Regions from separate parts of the Mus musculus genome. Here all the other regions are linked to region 1. Evidence: chromatin contacts called from public Hi-C data. All regions are on one chromosome and are shown on one strand. Each heading gives the region's core, a stretch centred on a gene start, on an enhancer-like site or on the middle of the called end of the contact. The rest is flanking DNA. Distances are from core to core; before and after follow the strand shown.

The links. A called contact is a pair of places that touch in the nucleus more often than the background predicts.
Region 2: a Hi-C map of adipose-derived mesenchymal stem cells shows a contact between it and region 1, with 2.7 times the contacts expected there. The contact joins two enhancer-like sites. A contact is called at or near these places in 2 of 15 datasets of contacts at CTCF or cohesin (both in the NIH/3T3 cell line), 7 of 484 Hi-C or Micro-C datasets (the C2C12 cell line, adipose-derived mesenchymal stem cells, brown adipocytes and 4 more), 2 of 115 datasets of contacts at active chromatin or transcription factors (the NIH/3T3 cell line and embryonic fibroblasts) and 1 of 9 other capture datasets (embryonic stem cells).
Region 3: a Hi-C map of liver shows a contact between it and region 1, with 2.8 times the contacts expected there. The contact joins two enhancer-like sites. A contact is called at or near these places in 3 of 484 Hi-C or Micro-C datasets (all in liver), 2 of 115 datasets of contacts at active chromatin or transcription factors (bone marrow-derived macrophages and hepatocytes) and 2 of 9 other capture datasets (adipose tissue and liver).

Annotation. Positions count from the first base shown.
Region 1 is chr8:14,848,145-14,852,153 of GRCm38.p6, reverse strand. It overlaps a transcript of Dlgap2 not described here. Among named protein-coding and RNA genes, the nearest start is that of Cln8, 38 kb to the left of the region's middle. Within about 2 kb of position 1,668, at least 26 of the 459 cell types and tissues checked have an H3K27ac peak or open chromatin away from gene starts, as enhancers often do. A contact at or near this core is called in adipose-derived mesenchymal stem cells, embryonic fibroblasts, hepatocytes and 1 more, where this site is marked.
Region 2 is chr8:14,606,006-14,610,014 of GRCm38.p6, reverse strand. The region is part of intron 4 of Dlgap2 (DLG associated protein 2); the gene reads right to left. Among named protein-coding and RNA genes, the nearest start is that of C030037F17Rik, 160 kb to the left of the region's middle. Within about 2 kb of position 2,029, at least 39 of the 459 cell types and tissues checked have an H3K27ac peak or open chromatin away from gene starts, as enhancers often do. A contact at or near this core is called in adipose-derived mesenchymal stem cells and embryonic fibroblasts, where this site is marked.
Region 3 is chr8:14,990,555-14,994,563 of GRCm38.p6, reverse strand. It overlaps Arhgef10 (Rho guanine nucleotide exchange factor (GEF) 10), which reads right to left. Exons shown (of 29, transcript NM_172751.3): 27 at 3,330-3,504. It overlaps Gm35149 (a long non-coding RNA gene), which reads left to right. Exons shown (of 2, transcript XR_001778521.2): 2 at 1-430. Among named protein-coding and RNA genes, the nearest start is that of Gm35149, 4.0 kb to the left of the region's middle. Within about 2 kb of position 2,258, at least 273 of the 459 cell types and tissues checked have an H3K27ac peak or open chromatin away from gene starts, as enhancers often do. A contact at or near this core is called in hepatocytes and liver, where this site is marked.

The sequences.
Region 1 (4,009 bases), core at 419-2,918:
GAGAATGGAAAGGTTTCTTCTCAGAGTGTGTGCTCATCTCTGCAGCGGGTCGGACAATGATGGCAGAGCAGGGGGCTGGGGATGAAGTCCGCACCTCTGCAGCGACTGCGCTGCAGGTCTGAGTCCATCTGTGCTCTTCACATGCGCATTCCTCTGTTTCCCGGCCAGGATTGTTCTCAGACCACTTTACCATATTGATAACATCTGTCCAGTTCATCTAGGAGGGGCTGAGCTGGCAAAACAAAACAAAACAAAACAACCCAAAACATCACCTGGCTCTTGGTGGTGGTGTTGAGTCTTGTTCATGGAAGAGTATAGAAACTGAAGTCAAGGCCAGTAGGAAAAGAAGTTCCTGGCTATTATGTTCTGTTTCTGTGCCCTTCTGTATCTCTTGTTTTGACCTCCTGCCTAGGCAGAACAGGACTCCAAAACAAACATCCCTCCTTGTACTGGTCTATCTCTGCCAGCTTCCTTCATGGGGGTGGGGGGGCACAGCACACCGAGGCACAGATCCCAAAAGACAATACACATTCGTCTTAGACCTCTAAGCTCACAGATGCCAGAGGGGGTGTGTCACCAACCCTCACATTACACCTGCCTTCAAGGGAGGTAGGAACAGTAACACTAATGCCACGTCATGGAAGAGAAAACAGGAACCTGACTCAGGGCATGTTACTAGCAGTTGCATTCATCAGTTCCGGCAGCTTGGCTGGGCCTCGGGGCTCCTGGTGCCTTCTTCTTGATATCTTCTTAGCTTCCAGCTGCCACTCTGTGTAGAGGCTCTTAGCCTGACTGGGAAGTTCACCGCCTCCAGTTTGTTCCCCTTGATCACAGGAGGTACACGGAGCAGAGGCACAGGGATGCTTTCCACTGATGTGGTGTGCTCAACTCACAGCAGGATGTGGCACAAAGTTCACTCCTCACCATGGTAGCTGAGGCCAGAGCTAACTGGAGGCCATCATGGTCTTGATCTTTTAAGTCCATTTCCTGGCTTTAGAAGCTCAGGTTCGATCCAAACCTACTTAGAAGTATAAATGGTGAGTGAGTGAAACTAAGAACTCCTTCAGAACGTCCAGCGAATGCAGTTTGAAAACTATATAAAAAAAAATGATAGCGGTAACCATGAAGGTGGTGATACGTTAAATTTGCAGTAAGAATATGAAAGATGCCCAAGACTGGAGGAGAAAATGTCTGGGCAATGAGTGTGCAGGAAAGCATGTGACTTGGGGAAGTGTGTCTGTGCCCTGGGCTTCAAGTCTGAGGCCAGTGGGCTGAACATGGGGCTTAGGTGTCTTCTTATTGCTCCAGACAGCCAGTTTCCTTCAAGATGCAGCCCCTCAGGGGATTGCTGCCCCCGCCTCTCCAGCCTCTGAGGGAGTTCCTGTCATCAACAGGCACAATCCTGCTGACGTGTCAGCCTGAGTCTCTCTGACAAGCTATTTATTTGTCAGCTTCTGTCCATGTGGACGTCCTGTCCTGGAGCTGTGGTCAGAGAACCCTGAGCAAGATGACTGACAACATGATGAAAGCAGCCGAAATCTGACCTTCATACTCTCCGGAGGGTGACTGGCTTCCAGCCCATCAGAAACACAGGAAGGCTGGCTCACTCCTGATTATCTCACAATCAACTGCAAAGTCCAGTCTACGCCACTCTCCTTTCACCCCATCTCTGCTGCCAAAAAGTTCTGGACCAAGGCTGAATGTGACAGTGCATGTCTGTAATCCCAGCACCCAGAAGAAAGAGGCAGGGCAATTGCACAATTGAGGCTAGCCTGTACTACACACAGTGAGACTCTGAAAACACACACACAAAAATGTTTAGCCCAAACCAGACAGTTGTTTCTAAGGCAGGGAGTTCTAAGACTACTACAGGCACTTGGGCCGTGTGTCTACAATGTCACTCACTGTATTTCCAGTGAACTCTCATCCTGGGGTCCTGAGGTTGGGGTGTGTAGTGAGCAGTCAGAGGCACCAGATTTAAGTGAGGGTGCTTGCTCGTTATGCTAACAAAAGGCAGAAATCAAGATGGGGTGAACTGGAACACACACCCCAAGAAGCGGGGTCCATTGTATGCCCTGTGCACTACTGGTATTAGTCTAATCGTAAGTTGGACATTTCCATAGCTGGATGACTGCCTCTACTTTGCAGCTTCTCTTTGTGTGTGTGTGTGTGTGTGTGTGTGTGTATTGTTTTGTTTTGAGGCAGTCTTAGTTATAATTTGTATTTTTCCCCCTACGGATTTACTTGTGCTAAACAGTTGAAGTCTTCAGGTGTAGTTTGAAGCGAAAAGTGTGGGCATTTTCCTTTCAACAACGAGGCAATTTCTGGGTATAAAACAAGTTGGCTCCTCTCTACACCATTCTGGACTGGTGACTAAACACCTGGGAACGATCAATTCTGGTGGCAACTGTCTTCCCACTAATCCCAACAGGAACAAATGGCAATGCTCAGGAAAGTACATGGAAGATCCTCCTCTTCCTCAGCCACATCTGTCCCCCTGGCCCTGCACCCCAGCGGGCCTTCAGTCCTTTCCCACCATTTTCCATAGGTCAGCACAGTAGAGTCCAGATCAGCCTGATGGAGTGAGGAAGGGGTTCTGTACTGGCGACACTCAAGTCTCTCCAGTGGATGGTGGCATCTCTAGGGACATAGGTGTGCTGTTATAGGTAACATGGGCTGCACTGTGTTATAGCCTGGTCTTGTATCTGTTTTTTTAACTTCTATCTTGTTTTGGATGAGATCCTAGGGCCACAGGAGAACTCCACACCACGAACCTCATGAAAGCGATAGAACTAAAAAGAAGCTGGAGGGACCAGCTGTTTGGCTCTGCCTGGACGATGCAGTACACACATGGCTTATCTTCTTGTTCCACAACAGTGTCACACGCATGAGACCTGAAGGTATTGCACTTACAAGGGGAGGGGATTCAAACAGTTAACACTTCATCAGAACTAGCAGCAGGTATTTGTTCGGCCATTGAATAATTATCTTTGGAACCTAGTGAATCAGATGGGGCACTTTTTTTTTCCTACTTCAAAAGAGGGGGCCACCATGCAACTCAGGGAAGAAGACTTGCTCAACTCGGGGTGGGGGTGGGGGTGGGGGAGGGGGTGGGGTGTCTTTAGGCCAAGGCTTTGGGTCACATTTGGATGAGAAATGAGTGTAGACAATGTAGTTAACCAAAACCTAGTAGATGCTTTTGTTCAAGTTGGGTCCATAGAATTTGGGGTTTATGGCAAATGATGATTGTCTAATGTTGCAATTTGCTTCTGTGTATGGCATGTATGTTTGAGGAAATGATAGGAAGGACTGCCGATGTCCTAATGGGTATGGGCAGCAGGGACATTTGCATTCCACATTTCCTTCAGCTAAGGGATGTACGTCGGTTCTGTTTTCCTCTGTTGACGTCTAAATGGCTCCTCTAGGATACGCTGCTTTCGGAGTCTGAAGTACCCGTGCTTTCAGCAGCACCCTTGTTTGTAACTTGGTGGCATGAGTCCAGGAGGAAGCATCATTATTGTACACTATTCAGGGTTTACATATTTATTTAGGTAGAAAATGCTTTGAACACTCTGGGGAAATAGGGTTTGGTGATAGAAGAATATTTCGGGAGTTATTATTTTTTTTTTTTTGCATTTTTAAAGGATATACATTCGTATGATTTTTGCTTCCAAATATATCTTAAGGCTGTTTGGTAAAATATATACCAGTTACAAGGCTCGATTTATAGGGTTTTGCTATTACAGGGACTTCTTAACTACTCAGCTTTAAAAAAAATAAAATGAGTAAGACGTTGAGGCTTGTCATGCTGTAACATCAACCGTGCCCCCCATGCGGAATGGAATGGAGAGGACGAGGAAGAGGCCGGTGTAGTCCCAGTAACGCCCCAGCCGCAAGGCTGCCTCGCTGGGTACCCATGTGGCAACCAGCGATGTGGTCAGGTTGCAGATGGGGGCACTGGGGATGGTTTAAAGTGCGAGTCACAGGGAGAACACAAAGTGGTATAGGC
Region 2 (4,009 bases), core at 780-3,279, 240 kb after region 1:
GCCAAGCATGGCCAGGGCCTGTGATTAGTTATGTGTATCCTCCATGGTCTGGGAAGTGGGTTGGAAGAGGAGTCTGTCACTTTGGAGGACCAGACTGGGGGCATTGGGATATATCATTAGGGGGAAGACTGGGGTCTGTTTCAGGAAGAACTGAGTGTAAAGATGTATGCAAGAGAAAAGACTGCTTAGGTCCATGTTCATCTCCCCAGAGACATCTAGAGCAGGCTGAGCCACACTAAGGGAAAACACTACTGAGCTGGAGAGACCACAGCTGCTGAGAGAGCAGCTCCTTGGCTCAGTTCATCCTCTTCTGGGTTAGCCCATTGCTGTTTCTGCCTTTGTATGCTTGGCCTTTATGTTCCTCTTATATTTCTTCTCTTAGCGATGAAGAGACAAGAAAAATCCTATATAGACATCAAAAGAGCTGCTGCCTCCTCCTTCTCCTCCTCCTCCTCTTCTCCCTCCTTCTCTTCTTCCTCCTCCTCTTCTTCCTCCTCCTTCTCCTCCTCTTCTTCCTCCTGGAGAGTCTCTGAGGCTTGACAAAGCAGGGTGTGTGTGTGTGTGTGTGTGTGTGTGTGTGTGTGTGTGTGTGTGAGAGAGAGAGAGAGAGACAGACAGACAGACAGACAGACAGACAGACTTGAGAAAAGCAGCAAATGCAAGCTCTGAACCTGTTGTACATGTTCCTACTAGGTCTGTGTCTAGGATGCCCTGGAATTGCTCACCATGGAGATGGAAGTTGGCTGCACGTGTAGCCATGAGACGACTGAATGAGATGGAATCTAGCACAACTGTAATCTTTGTAAGGAAAGATGATCAGGACCCAGACTCCCACAAAGGGACAGACACGTGGGGAGGACTCAGGGACAAGGCACCATCCACAGGTTCAGATGAAGGGTCCAGCCACTCCTGCATCTCAGGCTTCTGGACTGATGAACTATGGGAAAATCAGTGCCTGTCTGTCAAACTCTCTGGTCCGAGGTACTTGGCTACAGTACCTTGAGATGACTAAGACACCAACCCTGAAAACTTATCCATGGCTTCTGGAACTTCAGCTTTCCTGGGTGTGAGGAGTATAACTTGCCCATGGGACCTTCTGGAGCCTCTGCTGCGTGGGAGTAGTGAGTGGCAAGGTCTCTGAGCATAGGTTCCCACGCCATACCCAACACGATGTGTGGTGTTGTGTGTAGGCAGAGTTCAAGTGATGCTGACGAGGTTACAGATAATGAGGTGGAAGTGGGTAGCAGACATTATGACAGAAGAGATCACTGGGCCATAAAGGTGAGTCAGTTTTTTGTGTCGGAAAAACATGAAAAGCCCTTGGATCATAGGTAGAGATATTTCTGAAGGCTGAAAAATCATGCCATGGATTTCAGAGCTGTGTGGAGAAGCACTCACTGCCTTGAGAGTTGAATGTTCAGATCCACGGGGTAGAGAGACAGGTCCATGGTGTGCAGCATGGTATCAGGAAGCTGAGAATGCTTCCTGAGGTGTTGGGTAGCCTGAGGGGTGGGTATACATTTAACTATTTTCAACAAAGAGCTTCCCTAGATAGGCTCACACTTCATAAATGGGGCCTGAATTGAGGATGTGACTCATTAATGTTGACGGGGCTTCTCTCCACGTCTGTCTCCACGGCGACTCCACAGGATGAGTGGGGAAGCCCAGGAGCCTGTGCACAATTCCCCAGGTGGTCTTAAGAACTCAGCACCCAGAGCTTATATAGTTCTAATACATGAACAGAGTAAGTGCTCACAACAACCACAGAGGCTGGGGCTGGCATGGTCTCTGTATGCAAACATGAAAACGGAAGTCAAATTAAAATTAAAACAACTTCCTACACACCATTGAAGGCCTTCCTCCAGTCTTCAGAGGCCAGGCTGTTCTCTGGTGATGCTGTAGCCAAACAACCTTTGTTCCCACTGTGCCTGTCATTGCTGCTTCCTCTTCACTCTCTTGTATGTGACTCACATCTGGACCTAGGCTAAGTAAGTAGCTTGCTATTTCTGAACAAAAAAAAATGGGAAATTTAAATAGAAATACAACGTGACCACTTGTACAAGTGTGTGGTTTTATGAATCACAGTAAGGAATGTACATATAAGTGCAAACCTTTTTAAAAGCAACGCTAAGTGAGACATGCCTTCTCTTTGTTACAAGACAGAGAAAGAGCAGTTTCCAAGAAGGGCAGCCCAAATTGCCTTCCCAAATGCTTTTCCTTAGTCACATGTGAGTTGTCTTCCACGATGGTTAGGAGAGCAAGAATGGCTGTTGAGGGGGTGAGTGGGGTTGACCTGTCCTGCCTGGTCTCCAGCAGGGAGTATCTCTATTACCAGGCTAGGCTTATTAAGTCATCAAGTATTTCCCAGTTTTTGAGTTTGGTGATCACTGAATTTTATCAGACAGTCAGGTGCTTCCAATGGACTCTTAAAGACCTTTGAGATCCAGAAGAGAATCCAAAACAGAAGGCCATGGACCCACACCCTCCTCACAGGGAACGTATGCTTACCCACCTCTCTCTTCTGTATTGTGCTGTCTAAACAGATCATACATTTCCTACAAGGCCACGTCCTTCTGTTTTGTTTTAGAAGACAAATTTCTTTCCTTAGAAACATGCTCAAAATGTAGTATGCAGCTAAGATGCAGTAACAGGAGTATCCCTAAACAGGGAAGGAGGAACAGGGTAAGTCTTGGCACAACCTGAGATCCAGAAACCCTTGGTTCTCCCCCATTCTTCTCCCTTGGCCTCCCGTCAGTACTGGTCAATCCCTGAAGCCCCCTCCGCAAATTCCTAGTTTAGGATGGATCCTGCATCTATTTGGTACTACACAACACACCGGAGCAGAATTATGCCCTCCCCTCACTAAGCATGGACATGGATAGCCTGAGAACTCCCTGTAGTCTTACTCAACTGTATCCCCAACCCTTGACCCTGTGTCTGGTACTATAGGTGACCAATGTCTGCTTTGTGGTGTAACAAGTGCACAAATGTTGATAATTCAGAAAATGGGATATTAGAATTCATTTTTTAAAAAAATAAAGAGGAAAACATAATAAGAAACTACGAGAGTTACAACTCTGTGGTTGTTATGGGTTTGCAGAGCAGAGACTGATGGCGTAGATACATAATGGTAAAACTCAGAATGCTAGGGTGGGCTTTAACTTAAGGCTCTGTACCTGCACTGTGGCTGCAGAAGCTGTGTGGGACAGTGGGAGCAGGCAGGATGTGACAAGGACGGAGCTGGCCAAGCTCTGATGCAGGAGCACAAGCAGAGGCTTTGTGCCCTGCCACCTCCTTATTCTTCCTGCTGGGCAAACATTTGTTCAGGGCATCGAGGGAAAAGTGGCATGAGCATTTATATCTGAGCTCCTGTGGCCCTCTGGGCTCGAGGCTCAGCAATGTGGAACTGCTCCATCCTCCCGTGCCTTTTTATGGGTTCCTCCCTCACCCCCGCCTTCAGCTCCAGGAGACATTCAGGAGAGCTGGCTGCATGGCTCTGTCTGCTGGGACCCGAGATTGATTTTGCCCTGCTTGGCACGCTTGGATACTTGAGTTTGGAGACAGGTCAATGCCGTTAATAGCTGGAGGACGTTTGGGCAGCAGCTTTTAGTTTAGCGAGAATTATTCTGTATGGGTGAGCAAACTTGGAGAAGCTAAACTCACCCCAAGCAGCGGCCAAACCTCTCCTAGGATGTCTCCTCAACTGTAAGAGCTTTTGGCTGTCTCAACAAGGAAGCAGGTGCATTCAAATGAGCTCCACAGGCCCTAGTTGTTCCCACTATGCGACAAGAAGCTCTTCAGAGACACAGGGGATTAATGAGTATCTCAATTAAACCATCTGCCCTGCTACATCCCAATACCTGGGTCCCCCACCGTACATTCCCTGATTGACCCAATCACTGGGGTATTCCATCTAGCAACTTTGCTTAGTGACTAAACCAGTTCAGATCTGAGAGCAGATCTCTTCCACGGTCCTGTGAGAACAGTTCTATGGAAGAAATAGACTACC
Region 3 (4,009 bases), core at 1,009-3,508, 140 kb before region 1:
GGGCCTTCCCACACTGCAGCCACACCTTCTGTTTCTTTGCTCGCTGAGTCCCACGCCTGCCCCTGGCTAAGGTCTACTGCTGGGCCGAGAGTGCACAGTGTGGTGGTTTACGTTAGGAGCCTGTGCCGAACGGCCTCAGAACTGAATTCTACGAGGAAGGGGAAGGCGACCTTCTGAGACCCCAATTCATGTGGTCCACAGGGTGGTCTTAGAGGAGAGTGCTCTGATTAAGTTCTGATGGTTACAGCATCTTTTTTTTTTCTCGAAATTTTGTTCTTTTTGGCTCAGTGTGTCTCCATCAGCAGGACCCAGTTGGGTTTTTACAATGACATGAAAAGACGCTTGCCTGTGCTGTTTCCACACACGCCTGCGTGGGCACTTTCTGCGCGCAGTAGTACATTAGTGGCTCAAACACTCAGGCTGCGGTGAACACTGCTCTGAAACACTGTCTTTATTCTATCTAAACCACAGCGTTTGTGTGTGTGTGTGTGTGTGTGTGTGTGTGTGTGTGTGTGTGTGTGTGTGTGTGTGCCAGAGATCAGACAGCCCACCAGGCATGTTCTGGGATGCTAGGAACTACTGTTGGACATGGGAGACAGAACGGGGGTTCTCGTTCAGGCAGAGTTCGACTGGGTTAGTCTTCCCTAGTGGCCAGGCTGGGGATAGCTCCACAAGACCACTGGAAGAACACTGGAGGCTGAGAGCCTGATAAGGCCTCCCAAAGGTGGAGTGGAAGCCACTTAATAGCTGGCACAAGACACTGCAGAATGTCTTCCCTTCAGCCCCAGGCTTCCCAGTCCATTCTGGTCTGACACACCTGTCTGTCCCACCCACACACGAATAAGAAGCACAACGAGCTACACAGAAGCAGATCAAAATCTGTGACAGAGGGTCTCCCCCACCCCTGCTGTGTCCAACATGACTTCTATCAGTCCATCGTCCACGGCTGTGACCAAATACCTGACATTAGCAACTTAAAAGGACAAATGACTCCGGCCCATGCTTTCAGTAGTTCCATGGCTTCTATGCTGCTGGCAAGCCAGCATATGACAGAAGGGTGTGTGGAGGAAAGCTGTTCATCTCATGATAGCTGAGAAAGGTTAGGAGCTGTGTGGAGGAGTGGGGTGGGGGGCATGTGTCCAAGGCATTCCTCCAGCAACACGCCTCCTCTAACTACACCCCATTTCCTAGTTTCCTCTACCTCTCAACACCATTGAAGTATGAAGCCACCGTTGGATTAGGCCAGAGCCCTCATGGTCCAACTGTCCCTAACCTTAAACCCACAGGCTGTCAAGGGGCAGTGCTATATTCAAACCATAACACTTTCAAGAGACTCTGGCATGCCCTTTGATCGGTGAGGTGGGTGGGCCTCTGGAAAATGGAAAACAGTCCCATGAATCTGGTGGTGCCAAGGAGGGCCAGGCTTTGTAGGGAAGGTTGGGAACAGTCAATGCTTGGCCAACTGGAAGCAGAGCAGGAGGCTGAGGAGGGGCAGCCATGGCTACAGGCGAGCGGAAAGAAACACAAGAGTGCCCTGCAGTGCACCTCAGCTACAGACAGAACACTGCACACCCGAGCCGGCCGGTTAGTCAGTGTTTCCCAGTCAGCACTGGCTGCCTGCCTGGGAGGGAGGAGCCTGTACCCACACCGGGTCAGTACCAGGCAGGGGAGAGGAAGTGGGCAAGTGTGCCCTCGCACGTTCGTACGCACCCTGCTGGCCTGAGTCAGTAGCAAGGATTGCCAGTGGATCTGCTCGGAAGCCGGACAGAGGAGAGCAGCCCACAGGTCATTTTTTTTAAATTAGGTACACACCGAGGTCATGGGAAACACCAGTTAACAGAGGGTCGGCAAGATGGAGAGCCTCACAGCTGCCTCACTGTTCACCTGATGGTCTTGCTGTTCCATTGCACTGTATCATGTACGAGGATTATTTTCATAAACACACACACACTCACACACACACACACACACACACACACACACACACACACACTTCACTCACTGGCCAATGCCTCCTTCTCCCAGTCTCTGACAGAAACTGCAGGCAGATGAACACAAGGCAGCCCCCACCCTCACCCACCCACCCCTTCCCCTGCCCTCAGATGGAGGCACTGTGTGACCCCACACATTCCTGTGGTTGGTTCTCAGGATTCCAGGAACCATGGCAACCACAGCTGCTTCCCTGGAGGCCACAGGGCACCAGAGTCAGGATCTGGGCCCCAGAACAATCTAACTCCTGTCCCTTCCCATGTCAATAGAGAGTGCAGGGCATTCTCTGGCCGGATGCAAGCATGTGCTGGCGGCTGGTGACTCTGACACGGTTTCTGTCTAAGGGCGAGGACAGATGCCAACAGCAAACACCTGTCCAGATGATCCACAGAAGCATGCTGGGGGCGGGGGGCAGCCTTGATGCTGAATCACTTTTGTTTTCTAAAAATAACATGTATTTAAAAAAAAAACCCTCCATATTCCTAACGAAATAAAATAGCCTACAATTATCTAAAAAAAAAAAAAAAAAACGGTCAGCGGCCAATCCCACAGGGAAATGCTGGTCAGCAGCCCTAGATGCCTTGTGTCCTCAGGTCTCAGCAGATCTTATCAGTTGGCACCTGTCTTGCCTCTCTGCCTCCCCATCACTCCTCATGTCGGCATCATGACCCCTGAGTTGTTGTTATGCTTTTCCAAGGCGCCTGGAATGGCTTAGCAAACGCTATCCAACACATGAGTTGACAAGTGGCCACGCCCCCACGCCCATCACTTACTTTCTAACTCCGCCCATTACTGTGCTCACTGTTCCCATCTTTCTCCCACGCTCCCCCTGCAGCCTGTTAGGCAGAACCCTGTGGACAAAGGGCCAGCAAGATGCACTTGAGCCTCTCCCTACAAGACCATCCTCCCCAAATCCACCCTGGCATGGCCTCTCTCCTCTCCCTGTTCAAAGTTTTCAGTGATTCCTATTGGCCATGGATATATTTAGGACGATTTATTTTTCCCGGTCTTGCCTCTGGTGCCACTATGTGGTCCACTGTGGCCATTAATGCAGTCTTCATTATATTTGTAGACAGGATGTATACCTGTCTTTACAGGCTACATGTTCATATACATGCTCACACATGAAGCCATGCCAAGTACTACACACAGTAGCTGTGCGCCTATACACACAGGGCACATGTGAACACCCAGGGGCTATGGTCCACATTGGCTATGTGTGCCTTAGCAGCTGATGTCCCTTGAACATCTGCTGCCCTTTCCCCTTCCTTCTGAGGGACCCGGTTGCAGGCTGTATGAGGGACAAGGACATTAGAACCCTGCCTTCCTGGGGGCAGTACCTGGCAGCATGCTATGCACAGGGGCATCAATGTTGACATCCTGCAGGTGCTTCAAGGTCTCTGTGTGGAAGAGGCGGAGGGTGGACCCCGAGGTGAAGGCAATCCAGATGCCAACGCCAGCCACAGCCATGTGGGAGATGACCATCCCTTCATCTTGGTGGGCCTCCAGCTGATTCTGGGGGAATGGAGGAAATGAGGTCACACAGGGTATCGAGGGGTACAGCCAGAGTCTACAACAGTGCTGAGGGCAAAGATGCCACACGGCGGGGCTAGGCTGAGTCACTCCTGGGGATCATGGGGTCTGGGTAGAGATCAAACCCGTGACTGTCAGAGCAGTGGCCTCCGTTCACAGCCACAGAATAGCACCCGTGGGCACAACGCTCTTGAGGCTTCCCCGAGCAGGCAAGTCACTCACAGAACCCAACGCTACTTGCCTTTTATCATGGTACCTTCACAAGCTGAGAGAACAAACTCAACACAACATGAAAGGGGCTACAGGGCGAATGGCTGCTGGCTTAGATCCCTAAGGAGACCCAGCCCACTGAGCAGCACAGCCGTGGGTACCTGGGAGGAGGTCCTTCTCTCCAATCCAGATAAAGCCTGCCGCTCTCCCTCAGACGTAACAGTCCTAGGGTTGCTTCCCTTGAGCCCTGCCTGAAGCAAGCAGCCCTGCCCACAGG